2 separate regions of the Sus scrofa genome follow, and region 1 is linked to region 2. The links are chromatin contacts, called in public HiChIP or PLAC-seq maps. All regions are on one chromosome and are shown on one strand. The core of a region is the stretch at or near the end of the contact, and the rest is flanking DNA. Distances in the headings are between cores, read along the strand shown. Region 1 holds the start of SOAT1 (sterol O-acyltransferase 1). Region 2 holds the start of TOR3A (torsin-3A).

Region 1 (6,827 bases), core at 1,844-4,343, 190 kb after region 2:
TCCTACTGGTTCAGAAAGCTGCAGTCAGGCTTCCTCCATTCAATCTTCCTTCAAGAGTAGAAGAATGTGATAATTATTCCATCTGCTCCCACTGTATCCAGAAGATAACAATGTCAACAATAGCATAGAAACGTGTGAAATAACTGTTAATCATTATCGAGCACTGTACTTAGAGCTTTGCGGGTATTAACTCATGTCATCCTTACATTGCCTCTGTAAGGCAGGCACTTTTATTACATTTTTTACTATGATACTTGTCCTATTGTCTTGAAATGGCTTAGTTATTATCAATCTCCCCCGCAGACAGTGGTTCTTATTCATCAGCATAACCCCTAGCAACTAATCTAAGTTCTGTAACACAGCTTTTGGAATGTAATGAAGTCAGCGTTCGCATTTATTTATTTATTTATTTTTGTCTTTTTGCCATTTCTTGGGCCGCTCCTTTGGCATATGGAGGTTCCCAGGCTAGGGGTCTAACTGGAGCTGTAGCCACCGGCCTACACCACAGCCACAGCAACTCGGGGATCCGAGCCACGTCTGCAACCTACACCACAGCTCACAGCAGCGCTGGATCCCTAACCCACTGAGCAAGGTCAGGGATCGAACCCGCAACCTCATGGTTCCTAGTCGGATTCGTTAACCACTGAGCCATGATGGGAACTCCGAAATCAACATTTGTATTTAATCCAGCCTTGACCTCAAGGATTGAGTGATATGAGATTCTGACCAGTAGTGGGAGAGGCTCGGAGTTTGGGCGGAGGCTTTCAGGGTCCCTCCAGTCATATTAAATGGTCTTCCCCCTTCAGCTAGATGACATTGCCATCCTCCTGCTTTGCTTAAACAAGCCAACTGGGAGTCACCTTGTTCCTTTCTTCACACATGAACCTCAGGAAAATATTCCGAGATGACCCAACTTCTTTTTTTCCTCTATCAACCACCCTAATCCAATTACCTTCGCATATCCCATGGACTGGTCCAATAGCGCCTGACTGGAGCTCTGGCTGCTTTCTGTTCTCGTTCAGCCCCCCTCCAAGTCATTCTCTAGAAAATAGGTTGACTTAAAAATAAGACTTGAAATCATTTAGCAACCAGAAAATCCAAACAATATGATTAGGCTTCTGCTTAACTGGCCAACCTCAATCTCATACTCTCCACAAAAGCCTTCTGTTCCTCAAAAAAGCCAAAGCTGTTCAGCATCAGCACTTTCACACCCCTGTCCTCTGTCTAGAATCGCTTTCTCCTTCCCATAATTGGCGTAGCTGGCTCCTTCTCCTCATTAAGTCTTTGTTCAGATCTTCTTTTCAAAAAGTCCTTTCTTTTGTTTTCTTCCATCACTTAACACTATTATCAATTATTTTATCAACTTTTTTTTTTTTTTCAATTTTAGCCACACCTGAAGCATATGGGAACTCCCCAGACAGGGATCAAATCCACAACTGCAGCTGCAACCTATGCCACAGCAGTGGCAATGCCTGATCCTTAACACACTGTGCCACGTCGGGAACTCCAAAACACAATTTTTTTTTTTTTTTTTTTGCTTTGTAGGGCTACATCCACAGCATACGGAGGTTCCCAGGCTAGGGGTTGAATCAGAGCTACAGCTGCCAGGTTACACCACAGCCACAGCAACGCCAGATCCAAGCAACATCTGTGACCTACACCACGGCTCATGGCAACACTGTGTCCTTAACCCACTGAGGAGGCCAGGATGGAACCCACAACCTCATGATTCTTAGTTGGATTCATTTCTGCTGCACCACGACAGGAACTCCTCACAATGTTTTGTTTTGTTTTTTTTTTTTTTGAATGAATGAATGAATAAATTGAACAAAAGAAAAGACAGGAATCTTCTTGGCACACATGTATATAGTGGCCATCAGTCTCAAAGAAATGAGTCCCTGTGTTCCTACTGCTCTTAAACTGGTGGGGAGAGTGAAGGACAAAAGCCATTGGAATTTGCCAGATCCTATTATCATCCAGTTGGCAGAATTAGCAATCATGACTGTAGACATATATAAACTGGATGGGTCGGCCCAGCCTACACTGATTCAATGCTGAGGCCCATTCTGCTTTGGGATGAACAGTGCTGGCCACTCTGGGTGTCCAGGGGAATTTATGCAAATCTTCCCCTTGTTTTTGTTTGTCTTTTCAGGGCCACCCCTGCAGTATATGGAGATTCGCAGGCTAGGGGTCAAATCAACTGTAGCCTCTAGCCTACACCACCACTCACGGCAATGACAGATCCTTAACCCACTGATCAACACCAAGGATCAAACCTGCATCCTCATGGATGCTCATCAGATTTGTTTCCACTGAGCCAGGGATGGGAACTCCTACAAATCTTCCGTGTAAAATGTGCAGAGTGTAGTCAGTACAGGGAAACTTGATCCATTTGTGCAGGGCAGTCTGATGGGGTCCTGGGAGCCATCTCATACAGTTTGCTGTAGGGCTGGACTGATAAGGCAGGATAGGGTAGCTTGCTGGCTGTGAGTGTGGCGCTCCAGTCTCTGCTGCCCTCATCACCCCCTTTTTACCTATCTTTAGTTTCACCCACACCTTTGCCTTCATAAAATCTAAGGGACCTAAACAGATACAGTCTAACTATTGCTTCTAATCTATGTCCCAAATCTCTCGGCAACATAGTTTTTCTTTGATTATGAAGTCCCCTTTTAATTTATAATTGGCCCATTTCTCTTATCTTACTGTCTCTTTATCTAATTTGCTGAAGGACACAGTTAAGAACAGTATACAAAGCATTAAAGCATTCCATGACTAGCCTCTGGCTAGTGCGCCTAGGTGTCCTGGGAGGTCAGCGCAAACTACAACGATCTACATACGGTCTCAAGAAGGGCACCGAGCTCGCCAATCCTGCGCAACCATGCAGGGTGCATTTTCGGACCTACAGCTTCTAATCTCCGTCGCATTTCTGCTACACATTGGATTGCAGGGGCAGAAATGGAAAAAAAGGCTGCTGCGGCCGGCGTCACGTTCTGTTGGCCCCAAGTGCCTCTTGCAGGGGACCCCTTGAACCCGCGAGCCGAGGAAGGGGCGGGGCGCCCGTGGGCGGTGGGCGGAGCCTGGCGGCCGCCCGGACCACCAATAAAATCCTGAGCCGGCGAGGGCCGTGCGCGTTACGCTGCGTAGCGGGCTGCGAGGCTGGGGGCGGAGGGGCTGGTGAGTTGGACGCTTATTCTTGGTCTGCGGTTGGTTGCGTTGCCGGCCTGGGGCAGCCGGAGTTCGGCTGCGAACTGACCTTCCTGCAACCCACGCTGTGACGGTTTCCCGGCTTTGCTCTCCTTGCTCAGGTCCCTGTTGTCGGGCTCCGGCCCCAGGTAATGCTCATGCTCCCCGGCTCCCTCCTCACTTCCCGCCTCGGTCCACCCACTTCTGCCAGAGAGGAAGGGGACAGAAGTGGTGGCTGCAACTCTGGCCGGGCCGGCCTGGCCTTGTCCCGGGCTCAGGGGCGGGGGAGCCGGGGGAGCGGGAGACTGCTCGAGTCCTGGGCAGTTTGGGGGATGGGACAGGCGGGAAAGTTAGCTTCGGGAGCCGGGTTTGTTTGGTGTCCCCCCCGTCTTGTGGCATCTCTCAAGGCAGTAGTAAAGAAAGTTATGAATTAGAACACATTTTATTCCTTAAAAAAACGAAACCAAAAACGCCCTGAGGAAGTCAGCTTTTGATTGATTTTAGGAAAAACGTGTGTTGATGGTACTTCAGGACATCCGAAATCTGGGTACCAAAATCTTAATCAAGCTCATATTTTATCTTAGTAAATATTAGTAAATATCCTTAGTATTAGGATGTAATTAAGTTTCTGTAGTTTTTAAATGTTAATAGCCGTGCAGTTTAAATGATATATGTGTTTAGATGTTATTTGTAAGCGAGAAACAGCTGTAAACTATGCTCTCCATGTTTATATATAAAGTTTATTATCACTTAATATTTAAGGGGCTGCTATCTGTTTAGACTACTTTTCTTCAGAGTGCTTGCCTTTCCCTTGAGTAGAAATCAACTTGAAGCATTCGTCTTTTTTCCCTTGCTTCAAGTTGAGCGGTATCAATGGATGAATGAATGGCTACGGAAGTTGTGTGCTGTCTGGGCATGAAAATGGATTTTAGAAGGAGCTCTGATGCATTCAAGAGTCACCATTTAAAAATGAACGTTTCTCATTGCATGATGTGCTGAGAACTCTTCGAAGACTTCACCTTCTTAGGATAAAGATCAAAACGCTGCTGCCATGCTTGTCTTCAGTTCAGTTTGGGTTGCTATTTTCCTGGTTCTCTAGGGTCACTGGTTTTATTTTTATTTTAAGAAAGCTTCTTTCTCTTTACTATTTTCTGGTTTTTAAAGGTTTCCTCCATCTTTAATTCACTCTTCTCTCCTTCTCATACCTTTTTCCTCAGTATCAACCCAAACAAATGTCACTTCTTCAGTAAATGGATACTCTGCCTGTTCATCTCTCCTAGCACTTATTTTCTTTAGCTGCATTAATTGTAATGGGCTCCATTAGTTACTTAGATGCTTCCTTTTCTCTAATGGCATGTAAATTTCATGAAGGCTGGGCTAGTCCTAATTTAGGTCTTCATTCTCAACGCCTCAACCAGCACCTGGCACAATGAAAGGATGAATGAGTTGGAGGACAGTGGAGGGGAATTTTGAATGGAAAATGTTAATTGGGGAAGGTTCCTGTTTCCTTTGGGAACGAAATGGAAAATAGTTTTTAACAAAGGCGGTTAACAAAATTTACTTTTGGAATTTATCCTCTAGGAGAAATGATTATACGGGCCATACAAATGCACGTAAGAATTTGTCTGGTTTCCTTGGGTTTGCTAATTGACATATTGACCTAGTTCTTCTTGATATGTAAATATTGTAGGTTGTACTAGACCAAATTGTTGTTTGGAAGCCAGAGGGATAAGTTTGTTTTGGATTGTTGTCTTTATCTGCTAATTATCCTCTCTTCCCCCCCCCCCCCCCCCCCCCCAACATAGCAAGAAGGCTTTAATAGTAGGTATATGGCAGGCTGAAGTGGACACTTCTTTCTAACATCATTCACTTCAGTGGTTCAATCCAGTTATTTTCATTTTGCTTCTTTTCCTTCTTTTTTTTTTTTTTTTTTTTTTTTTTTGTCTTTTGTCTTTTGAGGGCCCCACCTTTGGCATATGGAGGTTCCCAGGCTAGGGGTCTAATCTGAGCTGGCCTACGCCACAGCCACAGCCACAGCCATGCAGGATCCGAGCTGCATCTGGAACCTACACCACAGCTCACGGCAACGCCGGATCCTTAACCCACTGAGCAAGGCCAAGGATCAAACCTGCAACCTCATGGTTCCGAGTCAGATTCATTTCCACTGCACCACCATAGGAACTCCAGTCATTTTGCTTTCTTAAGGCAAGTTAGATACCACCACACTGAATATTCTGAAACCAGTGAACTGACTGGATTCTTAAGAAATGATTGTTCAGGAGTTCCTGTCATGGCGCAGTGGTTAACGAATCCGACTAGGAACCATGAGGTTGCAGGTTCGATCCCTGGCCTTGCTCCATGGGTTAAGGATCTGGTGTTGCTGTGAGCTGTGGTGTAGGTCGAAGACTTGGGTCAGATTCCGCGTTGCTGTGGCTCTGGCGTTGGCCAGCAGCTACAGCTCTGATTAGACCCCTGGTCTGGGAACCTCATATGCCGTGGGAGCGGCCCAAGAAATGGCAAAAAAAAAAAAAAATGATTGTTTGGTGTGTGTACAGTTCCCCCCCACCCATACCTGCGACATGCAGAAGTTCCCAGACCAGGGATCAAACCCTAGCCATGACATTGACCCAGCAGTGACAACACCAGATTCTTAAGCCCCTGAGCCAAAGGGGATAGCTTTTTTTTTTTTTTTTTTTTTTTTTGGCATTTAGGGCCACACCTGAGGCATATGGCTAGGGATCAAATCTGAGCTGTAGCTGCCGGCCTATGCCAGAGCCACAGCAATGCCAGATCAGAGCCTCATCTATGACCTACACCGCAGCTCACAGCAATGCTATGTCATTAATTCACTGAATGAGGCCAGGGATCGAACCCACAACCTCATGGTTCTTAGTTGGATTCGTTTCCGCTAGCTATTTTTAAAATAGCCATCTAATCAGCTTGGTCACTTTGGGTGTAAATGTTTCTACTGCCACTTACTGGCATATGACTTTGAGTTTATTAGTATTTCCGAGTATTTTAGATCTTTAAAATGGAAGTGTTAAGTGAGGTATGATGTGTACTCACCCTGGCGCCCAGCACTGTAGATATTACTGGCTTGGTAAACATTAGTGCCTGGTTCTTTTATTTCTGGACATCTTGAGAGACTAGTCTTATGATCATGATTTTTACTTCCTCAATTCATTTTGCAACCCAATCCAATTTATTTCTTTGTCCTTCTTCCTGAAACTGTGCAAGTAAATGGTAGCTATTAATGTCCCCAAATTGTGAAATATTCCCTGGCCCACCCTCTTTTTTTTTCCGCTCCTCTGCTTTTTTCCTTTTATCTGTGATATCTGTGATATTGACAGATATTGACTTTTTTTTTTTTGGTCTTTTTGCCATTTCTTGGGCTGCTCCTGTAGTATATGGAGGTTCCCAGGCTAGGGGTTGAAACGGAGCTGTAGCCACCAGCCTACACCAGAGCCACAGCAACGCAGGATCCGACCCGTGTCTGCGACCTACACCACAACTCACAGCAACACCAGATCCTTAACCCATGGAGCAAGGCCAGGGATCGAACCCGCAACCTCATGGTTCCTGGTCGGATTCGTTAACCACTGAGCCACGACGGGAACTCCAGATATTGACTTCTTGAATCCTCT
Region 2 (7,301 bases), core at 1,203-3,702:
GCTGTGGCAATGCCAGATCCTTAACCCACTGCACCACATGGAAACTTCCCAAAATGCATATTTGATTAAGTTTGGGGCCTAAGTTTCTGTTTTTCTAACAAGCTCCAGGGCAATGCCAAAGCCTCCCGTCCTTGGAGCATTCCTGAGCAGTGCTGAGTTTGCTTGCTAAGGAATCCTAGCTGCCTGTAGTTTTCATAAGAGCCTCTAGGTGTCCCCATCATCCATGAGATCTTGCTCCTAGCGTTACAACCAGGAGCCTCCAAGTGCTGAGAACTGAAATATTAGCAATTTCTTGAAAATAGAGGCTTATCTAAAAACTGGTATTTGTGTTCACTGTTTCTTTGTGGCCCGACTCTGGTGAAAAAAATGTTTATTAGGAAAAATATGTCTTGAGATCAAATCATTTGTCCAAGAACTTCCAAGCTACCTGCTTTATGTACTATGAAATGTTAAATCCAAATCAAAACATCTCAAATATTAGCAGTTAGCCCTACATAAAAGTTACAAGTATATAATTATTTCCACAGTCTTAAAACTTGGATTTTCCTAAAGAAACTAGTGTAAAGACTAGTTGTTTTATCACCATAAGTTAATTCACCGGTACAGTCCACTAGTGTAAATAAAGTCTTCCAAAGCCTCCTGTATAAACCATCCAGAGTCTCCTCCAGGGTGGGGCATATACACTAATAAAGGTTAACCCTTACAGCACCCCTATGAAGTGACTTTTATCTCCATTTTATAGGTGGAGAAACGGAGGCAAATGACAGTTACTTAACACCCAAGGCGACACATAAAAAGTAGTAGGGGCCATTCGGTTACTCACTATACTAGACTGCCATTCATGCTCAAACAACATTTACTGAATGAGTTAATAGTTTCAATTTCCAAATAAGCGTAATTGTGTGTTCCTTGTTAACTGTCCTTTGAAGGGTTTCATGAGTGTCATTGCATATAACACAGCACTGGTGTGGTGGCCTCTGCTCTATGGAAGGTTTGGGTTCAATTCGGCCATTATTCGGAACGGCTAAGACACGATATAAGGTTACTTTTCTTTTTTTTTTTTTTGTCTTTTGTTGTTGTTGTTGTTGCTATTTCTTGGGCCGCTCCCGTGGCATATGGAGGTTCCCAGGCTAGGGGTTGAATCAGAGCTGTAGCCACCGGCCTACGCCAGAGCCACAGCAATGCAGGATCCGAGCCGCGTCTGCAACCTACACCACAGCTCACGGCAACGCCGGATCGTTAACCCACTGAGCAAGGGCAGGAATCGAACCCGCAACCTCATGGTTCCTAGTCGGATTCGTTAACCACTGCACCACGACGGGAACTCCTAATGTTACTTTTCAATTTAACTGTCGGTATTCTCACACAGGTGCTTATCTGCTCTCTATAGCTGTTTGAATGCAAGGCAGGAGCACATTTGGTGAGCTCTTGAGGATGGAGCAGACCTGGCCGGCACTGAGTGTAATCTAAGAGACTGGAGGAGTTCCCATCGTGGCTCAGTGGTTAACGAACCAGACTAGGAATCATGAGGTTGCGGGTTCCTGGCCTCACTCAGTGGGTGAAGGATCTGGCGTTGCGTGAGCTGTGGTGTAGGTCGCAGATGCGGCTCAGATCCTGCGTTGCTGTGGCTCTGGCATAGGCCAGTGGCTACAGCTCCGATTAGACCCCTAGCCTGGGAATCTCCATGTACCACAGGTGCGGCCCTAGAAAAGACAAAAAAAAAAAAAAAAAAAAAAAATACTGGAATGAACATACAAATCAATTTGGCTGTGACATTTGTGAGATGTGATGTGGTGCTAGGAGAGCCCAGCCTCAAGGCCACTGAACCTATGAAATTAGTCAAGTCTCAGGATTTCTAGACAGAAGTTTCTTCCTAGGACAAGGTGGTGCTTAGGCCAGTGGCTTCAGGTGATCTTGAAAAATGCATTAAGCTCTTCAGAAATCTCGCAATCTCCTTACATGTTATGGAGAAGGGAGTCCCTGGAAAAAGGCCCTCAGGTCTTGCCAGTGGTATCTGAGAAGGTGCTCACCCTCATAAGCACTTCAACGCTGCAAACTTAGCCAAGGAAGTGCACCCAGTACTCAGCTAACTTGTTTTTAAAGGGCTATGGTTACACTGACATGAAACCTTGGGAGTTTCCCATGATTCTGGGCGTTTCTAAAACCCAAATACCTCCAGACTGCAGCCCACCAGCTTCCTCTTGCTTTTGGTAGACTCCCAGCTGTAGCAGAAACCCGCTGATCATTTGCTTCTCTCATTTCCCTTTGTAGAGGAGCCAGGCCCAGGGCCGACTTCCCCAGCAACTCAAGCTCCAGGGTGAGATGGTTGCCTAGTTTCTACTAACAGGTTGACCGGAAGATGATCTGCGGCCAAGGAAACAAGGCAAAATGGGTGCCCTAATTTGGTGGGCTTCAGATGGGCCACCAGAGACCCCGAAACCAACGGGTGATTGACAGTGGCCATCTCAAGGCCTGACTTCGACTTCTTCGCAACCACAGTCGTCCAGATAGACTGCTGCCTGGCAGCGAGACCCCGCTGGGTGGCGGAACCCACAGTCGGCCTCTGGATGCCCTCCCGGGCTCCAGTCGGTTTCGGTTCCCGGCGGACGCCAGGTTCGCCCTGGGTCACGTGGGGGCGAGTTCAGCTGCCTGCGGTTCCCAGGGCAACGCCAATCCCCAGCCAATCAGGGCCTCGGAAGTGCCGGCGCCCGCCCGCCAGCCCGGGGCTCCAAAGGGCCGAGAGGGCCGGGCGGCGGAGGGGAGCGGTAGCAGGGCTGGCCATGCTTTGCGGCCGGCGGCATCCGTTCTGCCTCTGGCTCTGGCTCCTGCTGCTTCTACTGCTGCCGCCGCCCCCGGGCGCGCGGGGACACGGCGACCACGCGAGGTCGAGGGACGAGGCGGCAGAGGCGGACTCGGGTCGGGCCTGGAAGGCCTTCCAGCGCTTGCGGGAGCATCTGAGGGCGGCCGGCGCCCTCTCCAGACGCTACTGGGCCCTCTTCAGCTGCCGCCTGTGGCCCGAGGCCTGTGGGAAGGATGAGGAAGCGCCCGCGCGGCCCCTGGGTAAGACTCGCTGGCTCAGGAAGGCGGGGGCGCGCGGGCAGAAGCGCGGGGCACAGTGCTTCGGGGTGCAGTTCGGAGCCTCGCGCCGGCCCTAGGACGCAGGCCGGCGCCTTAGCCTGCGGCGCTGCTGTTCCGGCCAGACTGAGGGCCCGGCAGCATCATTCCAAATTGCTGCTCTTGCCCACCTTCTCCATGGCTTTAAGGAAAGTTCCTGGTTGGAGACACCCTTCAAGTACCTCCCCCTCCTCCTCCTCTGCTGCTTATGGAGCCGGGGCCTGGGTTATGAGTCCGCCGCACCGAGTTCTGATTTCTGTCTCTGACAAATGGTGTGGCAGTGTTGTCACATCACTGTCGTGGACTCGGTGATCTCTGAGGCGCCTTTGCAATCGATGTCGTTAATTCTAGGTCCTGGAATAGGAATGCTGTAATGGTCCCCCTGCTAGAAATATCTTTCATTTAAATTCAAAGCCTTCTAAATTCCAAGTGAATGGTTTTTGTATAGTCTTTTGTTTTAGTCTTTGTGTTTGGTTTTTGTTACTGATGGGTATATTCAAACTGACATTTGATAAAAGTATTGAGACACTTGGGGTTGGCCATAATCAGATGATTCTGGAATCCAAAGCAAGTAGGAAGAAGGATAATCACCAGTTACTGTCTGTCTCCCTGCCGGACCAGCAGGGCCTGGGTTTCTTACATTCTGGACAAAGTGCTTAAGGCTGATTTGTTGGGTAAATTGAGCTTTTGCTGCAGCTAGAGCTGCATCTGTAGTGTAGCAAGGCCATCCACCCACTTCCTCAGAGCTGGAGGCGCCCAGTCTTGCACCCTCCCTGCTGAGGCACTGCTCAGGAGAACAGAAGAGCCTGGTTGGTGGTAGGGAGGCAGTGTTCCCTCTCCTCAACTCTGGGCACCGCCCCTGTCTCACAGCTCCTCCTTTTCCAGGCTGGAGTCTTCCCCTGCTGGGCCAGCAGTACCTGGATATCCTGACCACGTGGTACTGCAGCTTCCAGGACTGCTGTGACAGTGGGGACTGTAGGATCATCAACAACTTCACAGGTAGGACCTTACAGCCCTAAGGGCCAGGAATCTTCAGGGAGGGGAAGCAATTCAGGGAAATGTCAGGGTGAAGGGCGCCCACCTCTTTCTGCCCACAGCTGGCAGCCTCCCTGTCTCCACCATGGCTCCCAGAGGCCATGATCCAAACCCTGCAACCTCACAGCTGAGAGGAAGGAAGGCCTAGCAGAGGGCTTTGTACACACTAGCTGCCTTCAGCAGGTGTTTGCTGGATTGAATTGAAATGGTAAAATGAGGGAGTTACCGTTGTGGCGCAGCGGAAACGAATCCTACTGTGAACCATGAGGTTGCGGATTCGATCCCTTGTCTTGCTCAGTGAGTTAAGGATCAAGCATCGCATGAGCTGTGGTGTAGGTCTCAGATGCAACTCAGATCTGGTGTGGCTGTGACTGTGGCGTAGGTTGGCAGCTACACCTCCAATTAGACCCCTAGCCTGAGAACCTCCATATGCCGCAGGTGTGGCCCTCAGAAAAACAAAAGACCAAAAGAAAAAGAAAATTATAAAATGAGGAGTTCCCGTCGTGGCTCAGCAGTTAACGAATCTGATTAGGAACCATGAGGTTGCGGGTTCAATCCCTGGCCTTGCTCAGTGGGTTAAGGATCTGGCATTGCCCTGAGCTATGGTGTAGGTCGCAGACGTGGCTCAATCCCACGTTGCTGTGGTGCTGGCATAGGCCAGTGGCTACAGCTCGGATCGGACCCCTAGCCTGGGAACCTCCATATGCCGCAGGTGCGGCCCTAAAAAGACAAAAAGGGGCGGAGCAGTGATTCCATTCTCTCCCTTATGTCAGTCTTGATTTCTCAAACTCTTTAGCAAATAGCCCTGAATCTCTTCCATTGCAAGGTCTGCCTGGTGGCTTCTTGTATGGAGGCCACCAAACAGGATGGCTTTCACCTCAGAGATAGATGTTCACTGCTCCGTCTCTTGGCCATCGCGGAGCCTGGAGGGGACAGTGCCTGTGGGCCCTTCTCACAATGGCCTCGTTCCCACCCCTAGGCCTAGAGGCCGACCTGCGCGTGCGACTGCACGGTCAGCACCTGGCCCGGGAGCTGGTCTTGGCGGCAGTAAGGGGCTACCTAGAGCTGCCCCAGCCAGACAAGGCCCTGGCTCTGTCGTTCCATGGCTCGTCTGGCACAGGCAAGAACTTCATGGCTCGGCTGCTGGCGGAGAACCTGTTCCGGGATGGGCTGAGGAGCAACTGCGTCCAGGTGTTCATAGCCACGCTGCACTTCCCTCACCCCAAGTATGTGGACCAGTACAAGGTGAGGCCGGCTGCCTGGGCTGGGCCTCACACAGGCTTGTGCAGCCCCGGGCCCAGGCCTCTGGGCAGGAAGGCGGCCCAGGCCAGCCGTGGGTGTGGGGAGGAGGAGGGACCTGTAACCCGCAGAGGCATCCGCGACACCCAGATGAGGCCATGGACGTGTGGAGGAAAGCACAGGTCCCAAACTGCCGGGCTGTGTCCTTGCCGGCTGCACAGGGGGGGCCAGACACAAGCTGGACCAGAGGATCCGTGTGTTCATTTTTCTTTTTTTTTTAATCTATATATAATGATTCTTATTTTTTTCCATTATAGCTGGTTTACAGTGTTCTGTCAATTCTCTGCCGTACAGCAGGTGACCCAGTCACACATACATGTATAGATTCTTTTTTCTCCCATTATCCGGCTCCGTCATAGGGGACTAGACATAGTTCCCAGGATCTCATTGCTAATCTGTTCCAAAGGCAATAGTCTGCATCCATCAACCCCAGATTCCCAGTCCACGCTCTTCTGGGTTTCGTTCAATCAGACATGTAGCCAGACGATGACCAAGCCCCACTGCAGCATGACAGAGGTGACAGAGTCTGTCTTTGGCCTTCCGCTCCAATATTTGGAGTGTGTTAACTTGGGAAGATTATGTAAGCCTTTGAGGGCAGACTGCCCGAGTCACCTGGCAGTTCTGGTGTGGCCTTGGAGGTCAGGGGCAGCCAAATGCTCCTAAGGGCAGGCAGCTGGTCAGACAGGCCTCCTCCGAGAGAACAGCCTGGCTTTGCAGTAAAGCTGCTGTGAAGCTCAGCTTCCCCACTCGGAAGACCGACATGTACACACTCTCCCACCCTCCGCACATCCTCTCACACACACTCAGGGGGCAGGGGCTGAGGTCAGAATCCAGGTGGCAGGAGCTGGCTCTGATCTCTGGGGGAACCCTGCCAAGCAGCCTCTTTTCAGTCGAGGGCTTACTGTCCTGCCTGGGATGGGGAACTCCAGTTTGGCATTAGCTGGGTCCCAGACAAGTCCTCCCCAGCCTAGCCTGGCGCCCATGGGTGTTCTCCTCCTGGGAATTCAAGACGGGACTGGCCGCCTCCGGGCACTCCGGCCTGTCTCTGCTTGTCACCCCGTGTGAGAGCCTGACTCTTGCCCCTGGGGAGGGTGAATGAGCTGTCCGTTCTAGGGTGGAACCGCATCCAGAAAGGGAGGGAGCAGGTGTGGCCATTTCCCAAGGGCAGCCAGGCCCGCTCCCTCTCCCCAGGCTGGCTCCACCTGGTTGGCTTTCAAACCTTAAGGTGCTGGAGAATCACCTGGGAAGCTCGGGAAGGCAGATGCCCTCGCTCCACCCCCAGGGGTTGGATCTGGCAGTTCTAGGGCGGAACCCAGCCCCAAGTGATCCACTGCAGAGGCTCTGGAGAAACCGCGCCTCCCCTCACCGGGGGCCCTCGGGGCTGGCAGGCTCCTCCCGCTGCTCCCCAGCAGCTGCCTGTATTCCCTGCAGGAGCAGCTGACGGGCCAGATCAGGAAGACGCAGGAGCGCTGCCACCAGACCCTGTTCATTTTAGATGAGGCCGAGAAGCTGCACCCGGAACTGCTGGAGGTCCTCGGGCCACAGCTGGACCGCCAGACCCTGGAGAACCACAGGGCCAAGTCCCCCAGAAGCATCTTTCTTTTTCTCAGGTGAGGACGGAGGAACAAGTCAGGAGAGCTGGGTGAGGGGAGGAAAAGCCCTGCCCAGGCCCTGTGGGTGCCAGTCCTGGGGGCTCTTAATCAGCCTGTAGGCTGGGGTGGGGGAGTCCATGCTGTCCTAGGCTACCTACCCTTGTCCACAAGGGAAACCAACACAAACTCCAGGAGAGGAGACAGAAGCCCAGCTGCTTGGGTGGCAGCAGAGGTGGGGAGTCTTAGGTCTCCCTGCTCCTG

The links. HiChIP or PLAC-seq counts read pairs in DNA pulled down with a chosen protein or histone mark.
Region 1: a contact with region 2 is called in an H3K27ac HiChIP or PLAC-seq map of alveolar macrophages. The contact joins the promoter of SOAT1 here to the promoter of TOR3A in region 2. A contact is called at or near these places in 1 of 5 promoter capture datasets (liver), 3 of 47 Hi-C or Micro-C datasets (embryonic fibroblasts and liver) and 1 of 2 datasets of contacts at active chromatin or transcription factors (alveolar macrophages).

Annotation. Positions count from the first base shown.
Region 1 is chr9:121,042,118-121,048,944 of Sscrofa11.1, forward strand. It overlaps SOAT1 (sterol O-acyltransferase 1), which reads left to right and starts at 3,094. Exons shown (of 16, transcript XM_021063736.1): 1 at 3,094-3,174.
Region 2 is chr9:120,857,382-120,864,682 of Sscrofa11.1, forward strand. It overlaps TOR3A (torsin-3A), which reads left to right and starts at 2,453. Exons shown (of 6, transcript XM_003130340.5): 1 at 2,453-3,060; 2 at 4,000-4,113; 3 at 5,129-5,394; 4 at 6,880-7,058. The coding sequence starts at 2,568.